2 separate regions of the Mus musculus genome follow, and region 1 is linked to region 2. Evidence: chromatin contacts called from public HiChIP or PLAC-seq data. All regions are on one chromosome and are shown on one strand. The core of a region is the stretch at or near the end of the contact, and the rest is flanking DNA. Distances in the headings are between cores, read along the strand shown. Region 1 overlaps Cdyl (chromodomain protein, Y chromosome-like). Region 2 has its middle 10 kb from the start of 1700019C18Rik.

Region 1 (5,305 bases), core at 2,658-5,157, 580 kb after region 2:
ACAAAGTCTTGGTGGAAACAATTGATTTGAATAGAGCATTTGACTTACTGATGGTTTGTTGGTTTTGTTGTTGTTTTCTTTTTAAAGTCCCTCTGCAGTGGTTGTGGTTTGTTACCATAAACATAGATTGATCCCCATTCCACCATTCTCTTCTGGTCCTGTGGCAGATTCTTGATCGAGGAGCAGTGCTGGCCAGCATTCATTGCCCTGACCCTCTTTGTACTTCTGACTATTATGACAATCTTAGATTTTAAGGCCAGCTTTTAATTATACAAGCACTCAATGACATTATTCTTGGAAAATAAAATGTAAAGAAGCCTGATGCTCCTTTTGGTTCTGGCCTATGACCTCGCGTTCCTTCCAGACAGCTCCCCACTTGAGTCAGTGTTGGTTTCCTGCGGCATTGCCAAGCAGACTTGCTGTAGATCATCATTCCCATTGCACTTTGACTGCCACTCTGTTTTGTTCCATCTAAGTGTTTGTTTCAGTTCTGCAGTAAACAGTTCCTTCTTCAGAAATCATTTCAGTGTCACTAGAGCATGTGTGATGACAGAATGCTGTGCAGTCTCAGGTGTGCCCCAGACCTATTGAATCAGAACTTGTGTGTTAGTAGGAATTGTGTTAGCATGCTTGGAAGGCACATTATTTAGACATAGAAAGTGCTCAGTTGCTCAAGGACAAGGACCTGTGCTCCAACCCGAGAACCTGTATTGAAAAGGGTTGGGGAAGCAAAGTAGGACATGGTCCAGCCTGTAATTCTGTTGCTGGTGGTCTCGGGTTCATTGTCAGCTTAGCCTGTAAAAGAAGAAAAGTAGACAGACCGCTGAAAACTGTTAGAAACAACAAATAAATTATTCTGGTACTGAAGAAACAACAAACGAGGCAAAAGTATCTTGGCAAAGTAATTCTTTTTGTAAAAAGTGTCCCAGAACCTAAACCAGTCTAGCAGCACACCAGCGCCAACATGGCTTCCTTTTTGTAATTGCTGATGCAGGTGATGACTTTGGTGGGAGCTCTGATTCACAGCGTGATGGGATTGGTTAATTGGGGAAGAGGAATGTTCAAGAAGTGAGCTCTTGCCGAGGTTATTCCGGCCACAGCGTACTTGAATATGATCATGTTAAGTGCACACACAAAGGGTCTAATATTGCAGCCTTTCCCATCAGCCAGATGCTCTTCATGTTGCTGTGGGTAGACCTGTGTCATCCTTTCCTTAGTGTTGCCTGACTTTCCTTCAGTGGTCTGTCCCTCCTTCCTTTCCTCTTGCCCCCCTCCCTCCCTCCCCCCTCCCTCCCCCTTCTTTTTCTTTTTCCTCTTAGAGGTCCAGTAAGGCAGTAAATTCTCAGGGTGAATCAGATGAAAGTACCAGGAGATAGTCAGATGGAAGGGTGTGTATTAAAGGGCCTGCCAGTTGCCGCCCAAGTGTGGGATCAGTTTGAGTGTTAAGTTTGTTTTCTGTGGCTATGGTTGCATGTTTCTTATTGTGTGTAACAAGGGCTTAATTACTACAACTTTGTAAGTTTTCATCTCAAATTGGCGAGCTCTCCCCCTGCTATTATAAAAGTTCTTTTGGCTTTTCAGGAAACTTCGTGTTCTCATATAGAGATGCTGAGTTCACTCTGCTGGGCCCTGTGGGACCTTCAGGGGTTTTCATGGTAGGAACTTGCATTGAATTTCTGCATCATTTTGAGTGAACAGTCTTGTTTGACTACTGATGGTTTAACACGGATGGTGTGTCTCTCTGAACTTGTTTTTAAGCCCTTTGATGTTTTGTGGCTAGGTGCATATGTGCATATATTTACAAGTGTATATGTTGTGTTGCACTTTAATCTACTTTCTGTTAGCGCCTCCTTCCTTGAAATTTTATATCCATGTTGTCTGCTAGGCTGGGGGTTTCCAGGAAGGGCTGTTCAGATAGGCTTGGTAGATAATGTCGCAGGTTTCATGCAGGTACTGGGAGTGTTCCAGGATTTCACTATGAAGTGAGTGTGTTCCACGTGTCTGGAAGATACTCTCATGTCCACACTTGCTGGTGAGGAGGTTGTTTGCTGCCTTTGAGGGGATGAGTGGGCTTGACTTTGAAGACACGGTTCGCAGCTCCTTGCTTGCTATTGTTGGATCCTCTTAAATATCTAATGTTGAGCTGCTCATAGAGTTCCCAGACCTGCATCTCTCAGGTGTCTGGGATGCTTTGTACGCTGAGGCACCTGTGATTTTTTTTTTCCACCAAAAGATTGAGTTTGCTACGCTGCTTGTTTAGGAAGTTGGTTGTGTGTGAGATATTTCTGCACCATTCTGGTTTGCTTTATTGGTGGTTATTACAATCTTACTGCTTGTCTCTCTGTTTTGGGAAAATTTGCCCAGAGTTTCTTTCTCAGACTCAGAGTAAACAGATTTGTTGACATATTTTGTGTTTTGAATAAAACTGTACATTCCAGTTATTTTTAACTTCTACATTCTAGCAAACTATAGAGAATAAAATGTGTCCTAAAAATACTGGACTGACTTTTTTAAAAAGACTTATTGTATTTTCATGTGTGTAAGTGCTTGGCTGCATGTATGGATGTGTGCTGCATGTGTACCTGGTACCCTTGAAGCGTCAGAAAAGGGCATTGTATTTCCTGAAACTGGAGTTGTAGATGGTTCTGAGTCACCATGTGGGTGCTTGGAACGGAACCAATCCCCAGTCTTCTGCAAGAGCAGCAAGTACTGTAGTCGCTGGGCCATCTCTCCAGCCCTGGGAAGACTGGGAAGTCACTGACTTGCACTTACTACAGCAGTGGTTCTCAGCCTTCCTAGTGCTGCTACCTCTTAATACAGTTCCTCAGGTCATGGTGATCCCCTCCCCACCATAAAATCATTTCCTTGCTACTTTTTAACTGTACTTTTGCTACTCTTAGGAGTCATCATGTAAATATCTGTGCTTTATGATGGTTTTAGGCGACCCCTGTTAGCCAAAGCTAGGACTAGAGATTGCTCTGGCAGATGTGCCAGCTGCCATTCCTGTGAGAAGCTTGAAGGAGCTCATGCAGAATGATAAATAGGATCCTAGGTAATGGTTTTTCTCCTAATGCAGGCAGAGTGAGGGTAGTAGTGCAGTGAGCATTCCCTTGGTTCCCTTGGACCGTGGATCATGACGTCGGTTTCATATATGTGTGCATACATGCATGCATGTGTGCATATGTGCATGTGGACTGTACCTGCCGTCCTAGAATGGTGATGCAGATTATACACTGATTGCACACTTCTCTCCTTTCTGTGTTGTTTATGGTGGTTGATCCTCAGGACACACAGATAAACAGGATCATCTTGAAAAGCAGCTAACCATGGAGAGATCTGGGTTTCCCATGAGGGGATAAGTGCTCCTTCGGTAGGGAGCTAGACATGCGTGTTCTCAGCAGCTGTAGTGGATCTTTGTAGCATTTTTGTGTGCCTGGAAAGTGATTACTGAAAAGATCCATATATCTCATTTACTCTTGTAGGGCCAAAAAAGATGTTAAAGTGTCTTAAAAAATAAAGTTCTACCAAGAGGTGACTGGGTGTCTTGTTCTAACCTCAGCACTTTAGTGTTTGTGCTGGCTGTGCCAACTAAACCAGGCTATGCCATGAGTTCCCCCAGTAGATTTTCTTCTTTCTGCATCATCAAGTTCTTCGGGATCCTAGTACACCTTTTCTGGTGTCTTCTGTAAATAAAATGACCCTGCACTCACCACACTGGACACTCCCTTGATCCAGGAGAAACTTCAGCTGCCTCCTGCAGCCTTTGTATGCCTAACTTTTGACAGGCAGGAACAGCAGGTGGCACCCTCTAGTGGTGTAGTTTTAAATATCAACCCTTTAGGTCCTGTCTGTGACTGTCCTCATTACCACTGTCACCCATGCCTGTCAGAGTGGCTCCACCTCCCATCACTGTCAAGGCTACAGGGTTTCCACATCTCTACCTCTGCCATCTGGCAAGTGACCCCTAGTTCCCTCTCTTTAAAATGTCACTTCTAGTCCCAGCCCGGCCTCTTTCAGTTTTCAGTAGCAAGGTGTTCCTCTGTAGATGACTGTCGCTCAGCTCTACTTCACCTCTTCAGAGTAAGAAGGAGCAGGAGAATGCTCGCCCTTTGCCTTGGGGAGAAGGAGTTCAAGAGTCAGCAGAGCTGGTACAAGAAACTCCTGGAAATAGTTGCGGCTGGAGCTGCACTTTGAGAAGTTAGAGCAAGCAGCTGCAGTCTTCCTGCAGTTCCCCCAAGGTGTGTTTGAGATCATTTAAATAGAAGGTACTGCTTGACTGACAGTCCTGTCTGTGTTCAAGGGAACCAGAACACCGTGAATCCCAGCTGTCAATTGGAGAGTCCAGATGTCCCGCCCACTGACATGCTTTGCTTATATATACACAGGGAAGTAAGCATCACAAGGAGTGCTTACAGTAAGAGTTTATTAATTCTAGTATTGATGTTTTAAAGCAGTTTAACAGTATGTAACACCAGCCACTTGTTCAGTGGGAAATGGGTCTCTACCAGTTTCAGTTCCTCATAAGAAGAGACATGATAGACACGGACACAGGAAGTTGTGTGAGGGGAGACAGGATCAGTGTGCTGGGTGAGTGAGTGCATTGGGAAGTGGTTCAAAATGATGTCCGCAGGCGTTTCAGATCCTGCAACCGTAAGAACATAGTAAGTAGGTGGTGAGATACAGTACCATGCCCACACCGGACTGAATGCTATAGTAACAAGGCTTTGCCTCACACCCAGAGTGAAATCTAGAGTGTCAGAATGCTCCCGAATCTTACTCCACTCTTGGCACACACAGTCTTGGATGTCAGTAGCCGCGGGGTCAGCTTTTTTTTGTGTATTCTAGTTGCGCACTAAATTATATTGATCTTAATGATGTGAGGTAGAATCCCATCTCGCCTCAGCACTATTAATCTCTCTCTCACCTGTTCACCCCAGTGGCTGCCAAACTCTCATGGTCCGAGCAACAGGTCAGAGATGTGAAATGTAAACCAGAGGGCAGTGATTGCCATCACTGTATGGGAATTCTTTAAAGTGCCCCCGTTTTCCATGTGGTATTAAAATGTGTGGTTTAGAAAATGTAATGCATATTCCTTTGTGAGTAAAATGGGTTTACACTGCCCATTGCAAAATCACAGACATACCATGGTCTGACTTACTTTTCGTTGAGCCATAACCCAAATTTCAGTTGTTGCAACATCTTGTTTGCCACCTGTATTCATTACTTTTCTATCGCTGTGATAAAACCATGACCAAAAGCAATTTAGGAAGGAGGTTTATTTTGGCGTATGGTTCCAGATGGAGAA
Region 2 (5,250 bases), core at 2,214-4,713:
TCATGATTTTTTAATTATGTGTGTGTGTGTGTGTGTGTGTGTGTGCATGACTGTAGGCATCTGGGAGTCCAGAAAGGGGCATTGGATCTCCTTGAAGCTGGAATTACAGGTCAGTGTGAGCCATCTAACACTGACATGGGTGCTGGAAACTGGACTCAGGTTCTCTGCCAGAGCAGAGTGTGCTCTGAACCCCCACTCCCAAGCCACCTCTCCAGTCTTAACTTTGCAATCTCTAACACAAAATGAAAGTATTTTGCAAAGAAGTGCTAAAAGAAAAAAAAACTTAAGAAAAAAAGAACAAAAGAAAGAGAGAAAGAAGAAAGAAAGAAAAAGAAAGGAAGAAAGGAAGGGAGGAAGGGAGAGAGGGAGGGAGAGAGGAAGGGAGGGAGGGAGGGAGGGAGGAAGGAAGGAAGGAAGGAAGGAAGGAAGGAGAAATCAATGAGATATTGGAAGAAAGGAGAAGTGAATGGCTTGAATACATGGTGAGAGAGAGAGAGAGAGAGACAGAGACAGAGACAGAGACAGATGGTAAGATTACCATGGAAAGAAGTTATTAAGAAAGCAAGAAGGTAAAATATATTAAATTTTATAGCCATTAATTTAACATATGTAAACAATGTCTAAAAATTAACAATAAAGATAAATAACACAAATTTTAAATGAGCAAATGATCTAGGCATTTTTTTATGAGAAAAGGCATATGTGTCTAGTATGCCCATGAAGAACTATTTAATATTTCAAGTTGTCTAGAAAAATCCAGAAAAAATAAAAATTAAGATTAAGCTATTCTAACATATCCTCTAGAAGAAAATGTTCCAGCATCACTTGTACAAGCAACAGTGAACAAATTCTTGAGAACTGATTTTCCAGTTTCTTGTAAAGTTGGAAACACACTCTGCCAATAAGTCAACGATCCCACATTCATGTATTTTCCCCAGAGGTAGTAAAAAGCCATGTCCACATGAAGACTCAGACACAGATGTTTATAACAGCCAAGCAGTGGCACCAACCCCCAGCTCACCAACTGATTAACGTATGTTCATCCACTAAAATGAAGCTTCTGTGAAATAAAGAGATTACACACAAAATCTACACCTGCAAGAGGAGACCATAGGGAGGCAGACACAAGAGGAGGAAGGGAGAGAGGGGAGGAACAGGGGCAAGTATCTGAGGGAGGACAGACAATAAGGGGCAAGGAGGATGAAGAAGAAGGAGAGGGTGAAAGAAGGAGAGAGAAAGAGAGTTTGATCTGACTATTTGATCCCCTATGTCACCTGTTTCACTCTGCCTGCCCTGTCCCCATAAGAATATCATAAAATCATGGGAGGGAGGGACTTGCATTTAATAAATTCTTGCACCTGCTGGTGGGCAGGCCAGTTGGTTGGCTCATGGATTCACAGGCATTGAGAGTCGATGTCAGATGTCAGGTGTAGCTTGTAAACCACCACTGCCCTTTTACTGGGATTCTGGGGGAGAAGTTTATTGGAAACACTTTAAAGGCTGGGCTTCTGTGATTTCAGCCAACAGCAGGGCACACCACAGCTGGCAGGTGGCCTTTTAATGACTGGGCAGAGGCTCCAGGAGGTCTCTGTTGATCTCACTACAGCACTGTGCTGATTTTAAGTATGAAATGGGCCTACAGCTGAACTGTGGGAAATGGAGCCACTACCTGAGTCTCCCCTTTGAGGGTACCTTATGCTGGGGAGATACCAGCTGTTCCTAGGGCCTGGCAACTCTGTGTTCTTATTCTGGACACTGAGTTAGCTTCTCTCACTCATTGTTCTGTTCTTTAGTGAGCCCTGGAATACAGAACGTTTGAGACAGTGCTCCTTCCACTAAGGATCGCCAATGCAGAATAGAAGACAGATCCAGACAGAGTTTTGAGCTGAGGCAGAAAAATAAGCAGCAGAGGCTCAGGATCCAGCACTGGGCCCAGACTGAGTTCAGGGAGGACTTCCCAGGGATGACGCTGAAGCTGATTTTGAAGCTCACAGTTTTTCAGCTTCATTATTGTGTTACTAAGTTTGGCTTATAAGATGCTCAAGGCCACAGGGGTGAGGGCCATTCAAGGGCACGGGATAATTCTGGAATTATGGAATTTTAGCTATTAGTGGTCTGCTGTGTATGACAGTCACAGTCTTTAATGATAGAGCAGAGTGGCTTCACAGGCGCTCCAGACTTCATGCTAAGCACAGCCGAGCTATGATGAGCCACAGGACTGAAGACCTAGGTTCAAAAGCCAGGTCTATGTGTCCACAGTTCACTGAGACAGGACAAATTATTCAGCCCCTCTCAAAACTGAGTACCCACTTTCCTCAGTGAGAGTGATACAGATCAATCTTTCCCAGAACACTGGGGAACAGTGATGTTTGAGAGACACTCTCTTTCCCTTCTTCTTCCCCAGAGGGTGAAGTAGACATCTTCTAACTGCCTTTCCAGACCAGCAGTTGCAGCTGGTTTGCCTGTGGCAATTGCCTGGGACTTGCAGGTGACTCTGTTTCTGTGACTTCCTGAAGGTAGTGTTACATATCTGTGGAGGCTTTATTTATGATTCCAATTTTGCTTTTTATTATACCCGCAAGTTACATTCTTATCATCATCCTGGAGAGCTACACTTATTTCCAAACATCATCAAAGATTATCAGAAAACAAAAACAACAACAACAAAAGGGTAAGTCTTGTCACCTGCAGAGGAAAAATTGATTATATTTGCTTTACAATGACCCAGACCAATGCAATGTGATGAAGGACAGCTGGTGTGACTCTGAGAAGTCAGTCTCAGTCATCCACCACCCTGACACTTACTTTTGTCACCTTAACATAGCTTAGGCAAACACTCTCTAAAACTCCAGTGCTAGGATTGCAATGTATAAAAATCACTTGAGGTACTCCAGTGTAGGCTTATTCTTGGAAAATCGGTCTACCAGAAGTCTAAGTCATTGGAGGATCTACTTCTGTAAAACTGATTCAGCAAATTGGCAAGATTTTCCAGCTTATAAAACCCACATTACTGTGAATTGCTTATAGAGCTTCCAGCCACAGCTCATTAAAGACACATAACAGGGCCCAGGACAGGTCTGGGGAGCTGCAATTGCAGGGATGAGGGGCTCTGCCTTCTCCCCTTGTATCACTAGACCCAAATATACCCAAACTTAAGGGCTTAACATAAGGATATACCTTTATTGTCTCAAAGAGTACCTGTGGGTCAGGAGTGGCTTAGCTGATAGTTCTGGCTTGGCTGCTCCTGTAGGATTTGCCTATAGGATGTTTCATTTGTTGAGTTGAGCCAGGATGTCTGAAGCCCAGATGGCTCCACTCTAGGGACAGGAGCAGATCACAGTTCTTGCATGCACAAATGCCTTTCTTGAGGGAAACTTAAACTTCCCCACAGGCAGCTGGCTGTCCTAGGGCAAGTGACCCAAGAGAGTGTGAAGGGAAGCAGCACTGTCTCCTTGACTACACAGCTCACCGCTGCTCAGTGGAGTAGAGGACTGTGCAAGAAAGTGGGGCACCCAAAGGTGACAGTCCTCTGAGGCTGGCAAAGTGCCCGTCTTTGCTTCCCTGCCTCCCTTACTCTTGTCTCTTGCTCTGCCCTCTCTGTCCTTCTGTGACAAGCCCACTTACTGTGTGCCTTCCCTCCCTCTTCAAGGCTTCTTCTGAGCCCCCACCTCCCATCGCTCCTCCCCCCAGCATCTTCTTTCCCTGTGACCCAAAGATGGGGCTGTTTGCGCTCATTCCCCAAGTTCTGACCCCTGTGCTGCCCTTACTGCCACTCTGACCTCTCTGTCCTGCTTTTTTCAGCTTAGGACACAGGCACTGGAGGCAGAAAACTGGCATTCTTTACAGTCAGTGGAACCACTGAAACCTTAGGGACTATGCAATGGAGGGAAACCATTCTAAAACTACTGCTAGTCATTTTATTTAAAAAGCTAATGTTGGGGCTAGAATGATGGTTCCCCACGCTCACATGGCAGCTCACAACCATCAGTAACTCTAGTTCCAGGGTAGCCAACACTTTCTTCTGTATCTACCCTCCACCCAGGCACCAGGTACAGATACATATATGGTACAAAGGCATCAAGGCAGGCAGGCAAAACACCAGTACTCTGTGTATGCCTAGGACAACTGCTCCCCAAGACAGGCTTTTTTGTAGGTAGGGAATTTGGACAAAGGTTGTTCCAAGAACGTATCCATCCACAACCAGCTTTCAGTGAATCCGTGGCTTCCATTTATAGCCCTGAAATCCCTTAAGCTCAGAAGTGCCTTTTGGAGGCTGGCCTCAGCAGGAGCATGGCAGGTAAGGCTGCAGGCTCAGTGACCTTCTTAGCCAGGCTCTGCTTTTCTGGATAATGCAGTCTTGTACACACGTGTTCCGTGGACAATGCCAGCAGCCTTTTCACACAGCAGCCCCAGTTTCAAAGTTGTTGTCTTTCTTCCCACTTTCTACCCACAGCTGGCGGTAGTGCCTGGGTGACATGTCCTGCAGGATGTACCAGAAGGGATGAGGCCCAACCCTGTTGTCTCTGACTGCAGACCAAAGCCCTGCCTTTCTTCCACTTCTGACTGAGTGCAGACTTGCTTCCTCCATGGTGTCACCTTCAGTCACTGGTCTCAGCTCACTCACAGAATTCATCCTGGAGTATGGCAGGATGATTCTTGGTGATGGGGTCTGGGGCTAGCTGAGAGTGGTGGGCATACCTTTGAGTGTAATGCCGATTGCCTGTTCCTTGATGTGTGTGGTGCCTATCTCATGCTGACCAGTGACCTAGCATATATGCAGGGTCTTCAGTGGGTCACCCAGAGCCCATTAATGGAGGACTGACATTTTCCTCATCTATTCTGGAGGTTCCAGACAGAGATCTCCAGACTCCTTCTATCTGATGTGTCTTTGGGTGTTGCAAATGCACAGGAATGGATGGATTCATTACCTGGGGGTTCTCTGGAAAGGACTGTGGGAAATATAAATGAAATATACTGAGTTTTTTCTTAGTTAAAGGTTAAATGAGACAAAGAATATCCCATCTTTAAAAACATTTGCAAAGACACTATCTAGCAGGAATCCCTCTGCTACACAGTGCATTTCTAAGATCCAAGCACATACTCATGACCATATGTCCCTTTGAGTCTGGGAACGAGCCTAACTCCCCTCCCCACCGAACCACACACACACACACACACACACACACACACACACACACACACACACACACACACGCCTGGGTCCCTGAAGCATTGTTTGCTACAAGGGAT

The links. HiChIP or PLAC-seq counts read pairs in DNA pulled down with a chosen protein or histone mark.
Region 1: a contact with region 2 is called in an H3K27ac HiChIP or PLAC-seq map of large pre-B cells, with 3 times the contacts expected there. The contact joins two enhancer-like sites. A contact is called at or near these places in 3 of 484 Hi-C or Micro-C datasets (LSK cells, bone marrow-derived macrophages and epidermal suprabasal cells) and 2 of 115 datasets of contacts at active chromatin or transcription factors (cardiomyocytes and large pre-B cells).

Annotation. Positions count from the first base shown.
Region 1 is chr13:35,779,279-35,784,583 of GRCm38.p6, forward strand. The region is part of intron 3 of Cdyl (chromodomain protein, Y chromosome-like); the gene reads left to right. Among named protein-coding and RNA genes, the nearest start is that of Cdyl, 120 kb to the left of the region's middle. Within about 2 kb of position 3,908, at least 78 of the 459 cell types and tissues checked have an H3K27ac peak or open chromatin away from gene starts, as enhancers often do.
Region 2 is chr13:35,199,193-35,204,442 of GRCm38.p6, forward strand. No RefSeq gene overlaps it. Among named protein-coding and RNA genes, the nearest start is that of 1700019C18Rik, 10 kb to the right of the region's middle. Within about 2 kb of position 3,464, at least 8 of the 459 cell types and tissues checked have an H3K27ac peak or open chromatin away from gene starts, as enhancers often do.